Regions from separate parts of the Pan troglodytes genome. Here region 2 is linked to region 1. Evidence: chromatin contacts called from public HiChIP or PLAC-seq data. All regions are on one chromosome and are shown on one strand. Each heading gives the region's core, a stretch centred on a gene start, on an enhancer-like site or on the middle of the called end of the contact. The rest is flanking DNA. Distances are from core to core; before and after follow the strand shown.

Evidence for each region. HiChIP or PLAC-seq counts read pairs in DNA pulled down with a chosen protein or histone mark.
Region 2: a contact with region 1 is called in an H3K4me3 HiChIP or PLAC-seq map of stem cell-derived excitatory neurons, with 4 times the contacts expected there. The contact joins the promoter of DDX55 here to the promoter of OGFOD2 in region 1. A contact is called at or near these places in 1 of 7 Hi-C or Micro-C datasets (stem cell-derived neural progenitor cells) and 1 of 1 datasets of contacts at active chromatin or transcription factors (stem cell-derived excitatory neurons).

The regions. Positions count from the first base shown.
Region 1 is chr10:129,817,098-129,820,116 of NHGRI_mPanTro3-v2.0_pri, reverse strand. OGFOD2 (2-oxoglutarate and iron dependent oxygenase domain containing 2) reads right to left here and starts at 1,505. Exons shown (of 8, transcript XM_063785224.1): 1 at 1,096-1,505; 2 at 350-406. ABCB9 (ATP binding cassette subfamily B member 9) reads left to right here and starts at 1,001. Exons shown (of 15, transcript XM_054663774.2): 1 at 1,001-1,511; 2 at 2,745-2,860.
Region 2 is chr10:130,423,651-130,426,669 of NHGRI_mPanTro3-v2.0_pri, reverse strand. It overlaps DDX55 (DEAD-box helicase 55), which reads right to left and starts at 1,637. Exons shown (of 14, transcript XM_001170267.7): 1 at 1,457-1,637. The coding sequence starts at 1,564.

The sequences.
Region 1 (3,019 bases), core at 256-2,755:
GGGGCCTGAAAGCTGTGGCTGGGATCACATCTGCTCCTGCTGTAAAAGCCTGGGCAAGTGATCCCTCTTTAAGCCTCAGCTTCCCAATCCTAAATGAGAGTGGTGCTTGTACTTATCTCGCAGAGCTGTTAAGAACGGCATGACTAGGCAACTTAGCAACTTAGCATTTCCCCTTCTCTCTCCTGGTGCCAAGACTCAGGTGTGGAGGGATGAGTGGGGGGCAGGAAGGAGGAAAGTGAGGGCCTAAGTGACCCTTCAGGGATCAGGGACTGAGGCTAGGCTCAAGCTGTGTCCTCAAGCTGCGGACACAAATCTAACGAGGAGCTGTGCAGGGGCAGGGGACTGGTACCTCTGCTAACAGCTGCTGGAAGTCCTTGGCGCTAACACAGCCTCGGCTGCGCAGGATCTGGGAGCAGAAAGAACACTGAGCATGACTGTATGACCTGAGGAAATCCCTTCACTCTCTAAGCCTCAGTTTCCCCTGCTTAAAATGGGGAGAGGAGCCCCGACCTCAAAGGATCATGGAGAGAATGAACTGCGGAACCCTGTCAAGCTCAGGACAGGGCTCCGGGCTGGTGTTGCTGTGAGGCGGCAAGCTGACCCCGGCCCTGTCCTAAGCACCCTACATGCTTGTTCATTCCTTCCTCACAATCTCACAGGGAGATACTATTACCCCTTTACGGTGAGAAAACCGAGGCAAAGAGAGGCCGTCATTCTTGTATTTGAAGATACGGTGCGCGGCGTGCGCAAAGCAAACGACCCTGGGGACGAACTTCCCTCCTCCACTACCCCTCTCTGCCCACTGCTCCGTAGGGACGACAGCGGCCACTCACCGGGCCGTAGTCCCGGCGCAGCTGCTGCTCGCCTCGAAAGCGCACGTGCAGCCCATAGCGCGCCACGTACAAGTTATCGGTGCAGAAGCAGGCGCAGCGGCAGAAGCGCCGCGGAGCCCCCACCGTCGCCATAGTGAAGCGCCCACAGCCCTACCAGCTTCCGTAGAGAGACTTCGGGCACGCCCCCAACCGCGGGAGGCGCGGAACCAGCGGCCAAGGGGCCGCTCTAAGTTCCCAAGGGCGGAAAAGGACGAAGACGCACCTCGCCAGGAAACAGTCTGCGGAGAAAGATGCTCCTGGGCCGGGTTGGGACCGGCGGCCTCCTCGTTCCGCCTCCCAGTTTTCCCACTACGAGGCAGGGACTAATGGCTCCACTTTACAGACAGCTGAACTGGGTCGCGCCTTCACAGGACGGGGAAAGGAAGGGACTCGGAGCCCCAAGGCCTTTGACTTAAACGCCGACCCCCTCCCCCGTCTGCCCGGAGCTCGTGGAGAACCAGCCGAGCCCACGGGGAAGGCTGAGGACAGTTTAAAGAGCTCGGAGGTCCGACTAGTTCCCGCTGGTGCTTCAATCATCCAGCCCTGTACGTTTCAGTTTGGATTTAGCATCTACCCCGGGTCCCTGCCTGGCGCTTCCGGTCCCTCCGCCACAGTCTTGGATTACCTCAGATTGCCCCAGTGAGTGTCTCCGCCAAAACGCTCCGTCTCGCATTACTTCCGGTGGCGTTCCCAATGGACGCGGGAGGGCGGGGTCAGGTGTGGGAGGGCGACGGGGCGTGGTCTCACCGCAGCCAACAAATGACAACTCTTGCAGACCGAGCCTCTTCTCTCCCCGGACCTTTGCTCAGGAATCTACCAGCATTAAACCTTTGAGCTAGGTACTATTATATCACCGTCTTACGGATGAGGAAACTGAGACCCAGAGAGGCACAGGGACCCGCCGCAGGTCACACATCCAGTAAGGGGCAAATATGGCGTTTGAACCCTACAGAGTTCCCCAGTTAACCACCACAGGGCTTCTGGGAGTGGTGGGAGTATGTGGGATTTGGGGTTTTCTCGTGCAGAGCTGCCCGGCCCGAGAAGGTGTTTAACGTTTTACAGTCGTCTTGATTGCCCAGTGATAGTGAGAGGCCCTGTTATCTAGGAAAGGATCCATTTCCCCAGATCAATGTTCATTACCCGCCTAACTGCCCTTTTTCCCCAGGAGGCCCAGGGCAGGTCGGCTCCCCAGCCACCCACCAGGCAGGCCTGGCACATGCAGCACCCCACCCCACCCTCACCCCCTCTCCGTTTGCAGCAGTTTGCAAGATGAGCGTGTTGTACCTATCAGTTTATTTATTTGTTTATTTACTTTTTGAGATAGAGTTTCACCCAGGCTGGAGTGCAGTGGCGCGATCTCCGCTCACTGCAACCTCTGCCTCCCGGATTCAAGCAGTTTTCCTGCCTCAGCCTCCCGAATAGCTGGGATTATCGGCAGGCGCCACCACGCCCAGCTAATTTTTTTGTTTTTTGTTTTTTGTTTGTTTGTTTGTTTGTTTTGAGACGGAGTCTTGCTCTGTCGCCCAGGCTGGAGTGCAGTGGCACGATCTCGGCTCACTGTAAGCTCCGCCTCCCGGGTTCACGCCATTCTCCTGGCTCAGCCTCCCGAGTAGCTGGGACTACAGGCGCCCGCCACCACGCCCGGCTAATTTTTTGTGTTTTTAGTAGAGACGGGGTTTCACCGTGTTAGCCAGGATGGTCTTGATCTCCTGACCTCGTGGTCCCCCTGCCTCGGCCTCCCAAAGTTTTTGTATTTTTAGTAGAAACGGGATTTCGCCATGTTGGCCAGGCTGGTCTAGAACTGAGACCACTGCGCCCGGCCTGCTTATCAGTTTAGATTGGTCCTCTCCATGGACCCTCTCCTCCTTCCAGACACTCTGGGCTCAGTCACCGAAGGGAGCAGCAGCAAGAAGAATATTTACCAGCAAGTACTGAATCAACATGTGCTACCAGCCAGCACTGACATGTATCTTTGTTGACTGCTTAAGGTATTATTATCTCCATTTTACAGATAAGGAAACTGAGGTGGGTACAGGAATCTGTCTAGAGTCATAAACCTAGTGAGTAGCAGACCAGAATTAGAACGCTCCGGAATTAGAGTATCTTGATTCCAGAGTGGTATGTATATGTGTATGTGAATATATGTA
Region 2 (3,019 bases), core at 388-2,887, 610 kb before region 1:
TAATAAAAATCAGCCGGGTGCGGTAGCTCAGCCTGTAATCCCAGCACTTTGGGAGGCCAAGGCGGGTGGATCAGGAGGTCAGGAGTTCAAGACCAACCTGGCCGAGATGGTGAAACCCCGTATCTACTAAAAATACAAAAAATTAGCCGGGCATGGTGGCAGGCACCTGTAATCTCAGCTACTTGGGAGGTTCAGGCAGAGAACTGCTTGAACCCGGGAGGCGGAGGTTGCAGTGAGCCAAGATCGCACCATTGCACTCCAGCCTGGGCAACAGAGCGAGACTCCATCTCAAAAAATAAAAAATAAAAATAAAAATAAAAACCTCAGGTCCCTGTAGAGTCTTCTCTTTCCTAACCTCCACTTCCAGTCCCTTAGCAACCTTAAAGCTATCCCAAATGTGACTTCTCAGTATCCACTGGTTCCACCCTACTCCAAGTCACCATCATCTCTTACCTGACAATGGCCTCCTAAGCGACCTGCCTGCTTCATCTCTTATGCCTGGAAAGGCCACTCTCTACAGAGAAATCACAGCCCTTCCCTTCCTAAACATCCTCCCAGATAAGATGGCTTCCCACTACATTTAGAATGAAATCCAAGCGCCTACAAGACCCTGCACAATCCATCTCTTACACTACTCTTGATGTTCAGCCACAAAGGCCTCCTTTCTGCTGCTCAAACCATTTGCAGCCTGCCCCAGGGCATTTATGTGCACTGGTATTTCTCTCCAGTGGAATAATCTCCCCCTAGTCACCACAGAGCCAGCTCCTTCTCAATCACTGAGGTCTCAGCTCAATGCACCTCCTCAGAGAGGCCTTCCTTAACACCCTATCTCACCTCCTCTACAGTCCTCGCGCGACACTGTCTATCACAACCGTCTTAGTTCTTTCATAACACTTACCAGCAGCTGAAATTATCCTTTCTCTAGCTCTTGCACTAGAAAGTAAGGCTATGAGCAGATGCCAATACTGCAAACTCCCCAGAGCCTAGAAGAGTTCCTGACACATAGCAGGTCCTCAAGAAATATTCTTGAAGAGATGCAGAACAACGGTAACCCTTACTGAGCTCCCATAGTGTGCCGACTGGTTTATTTAGTCCCCACAGCAACCCCATAAGGAGGGTGTTATTTTTTCGTCATTTCACAGAGAAGGAAAATGAAGCACGGAGAGGTTAAGCCATTTGCCCGAGGTCTCACAGCTACAGCGAGCAGGGCCAGGATGAGAACCAGGCTTGAGACCACAGCACCCGAGGGCGGGGTGGGTCGCGGCCCCTCTGCCGGCTCGCTGGCCGGGCAGCTCCGCATTCCGCCAGTCTGGGCAGCCTGGAGACGAGGCAAGAGCCCCAGCTGGAGGGATGAGCGCCCCAGGGCTCAGATCTGTCCGATCACCTCCGGTGGGTCCGATGCAGCGGGTGCCTGCCCCTCTCCCAGCCTCACTCCCCCGCCCCAGGGAACCGATACCTGCACCGGCGTCATGTACGGGAAGCCCAGCTCCCGCAGCGCGCCCAGCACCTGCGGGTGCAGCGGCACAGGCAGCGATTCCCAGGAGCCCTCTGTCACATGCTCCATGGCGCGCTCCTTCGCCGCCTCGGTCGCCGCTGCTCGAACGCGCCTTGTGCACCCACAACGAGCACTTCCGCTTCCGGCAGCTCCGGCGGACGGCCGGGAACTTCGCTGGAGCAGCAGAGTTCCGGAGCGCGGCGAAGGCTCCCACGCCGCGGGAGGGAGGAAAGGCGCCCGCGGGACGGTGGAGGCAGGCGGCAGGGCAGGCCTGGGGAGTTACACCCGCCCCGCACAGCGCCCTGGGCTCCGGGCGCCTCTCCGCACCGGGCAGGAGTTTTGGCGGGAGGGATTCTGGCCCGGCCTTCCCACTTTCTCTGCCCCTCGGAGGCAGGTGGCAGCACAGGACCGCGTCCAGGCCGAAGGACAGCGGGGCTGGCTACCGTGGGCAGAGAAACGTGTCGGGGACCCGGGTTAGCAGCCCTGCAAAACAGGCACCCGCTGATGGCCGGTACGTCCTGAATGTTGGGGTCCGATGGCCGGTACGTCCTGAATGTTGGTTTACTTTCCCGGAAGTTAGGGTCAGAGTCCTAACTAAGAACACTGTCCCATTCCTCTGTTCACTGTTTGCCTGGGCCATTCATGTCCACATACAACTTCACTCAGAAAGCTGTTTTTGGTTTGTTTGTTTGTTTGTTTGTTTGTTTGTTTTTGAGACGGAGTCTCGCTCTGTTGCCCAGGCTGGAGGCTGGGCGCGATCTCGGTTCACTGCAAGCTCCGCCTCCCGGGTTCACGCCATTTTCCTGCCTCAGCCTCCCGAGTAGCTGGGACTACAGGCGCCCACCACCACGCCCGGCTAATTTTTTGTATTTTTAGTAGAGATGGGGTTTCACCGTGTTAGCCAGGATGGTCTCGATTTCCTGACCTCGTGATCCGCCCGCCTCGGCCTCCCAAATTGCTGGGATTACAGGCGTGAGCCACCGCGCCCGGCCTTAACTCAGCAAACTTTTATTGACCACTCATTATGTGCCCTCTATGAGGGCCTATCTCCTCCACCTATGTGCATGGCTTGCTCCTGTTGAGGCTCTGAAAACGAAACCCCAAAGTGAAGGCCCCAGAGGCAGCCTCAGAAGCAAGTTTCTCTCTGACCTTCTGCTCCCTCTCTGATCTCTGATTCTCTGAGGCTAGCCATAGAAACTCAAGAATCCCTCTTGCCCATGACGGAGCATAGAAACGGGAATCCCTTTTCTCCACAGTCAGCCATAAAACCTAAAAATATTACTCTCTCTCCACCTTTCTGTGAAAAAACTGGCCATAAAGAAATTATTGGCCTGGCACGGTGGCTCACGCCTGTAATCCCAGCACTTTGGGAGGCCAAAGCGGGCAGATCTCAAGGTCAGGAGTTCGAGACCAGCCTGGCCAATATGGTGAAACCCCGTCTCTACTAAAAATACAGAAATTAGCCGGGCGTGGTGGCGCATGCCTGTAGTCCCAGCTACTCAGGAGCCTGAAGCAGAAGAATCG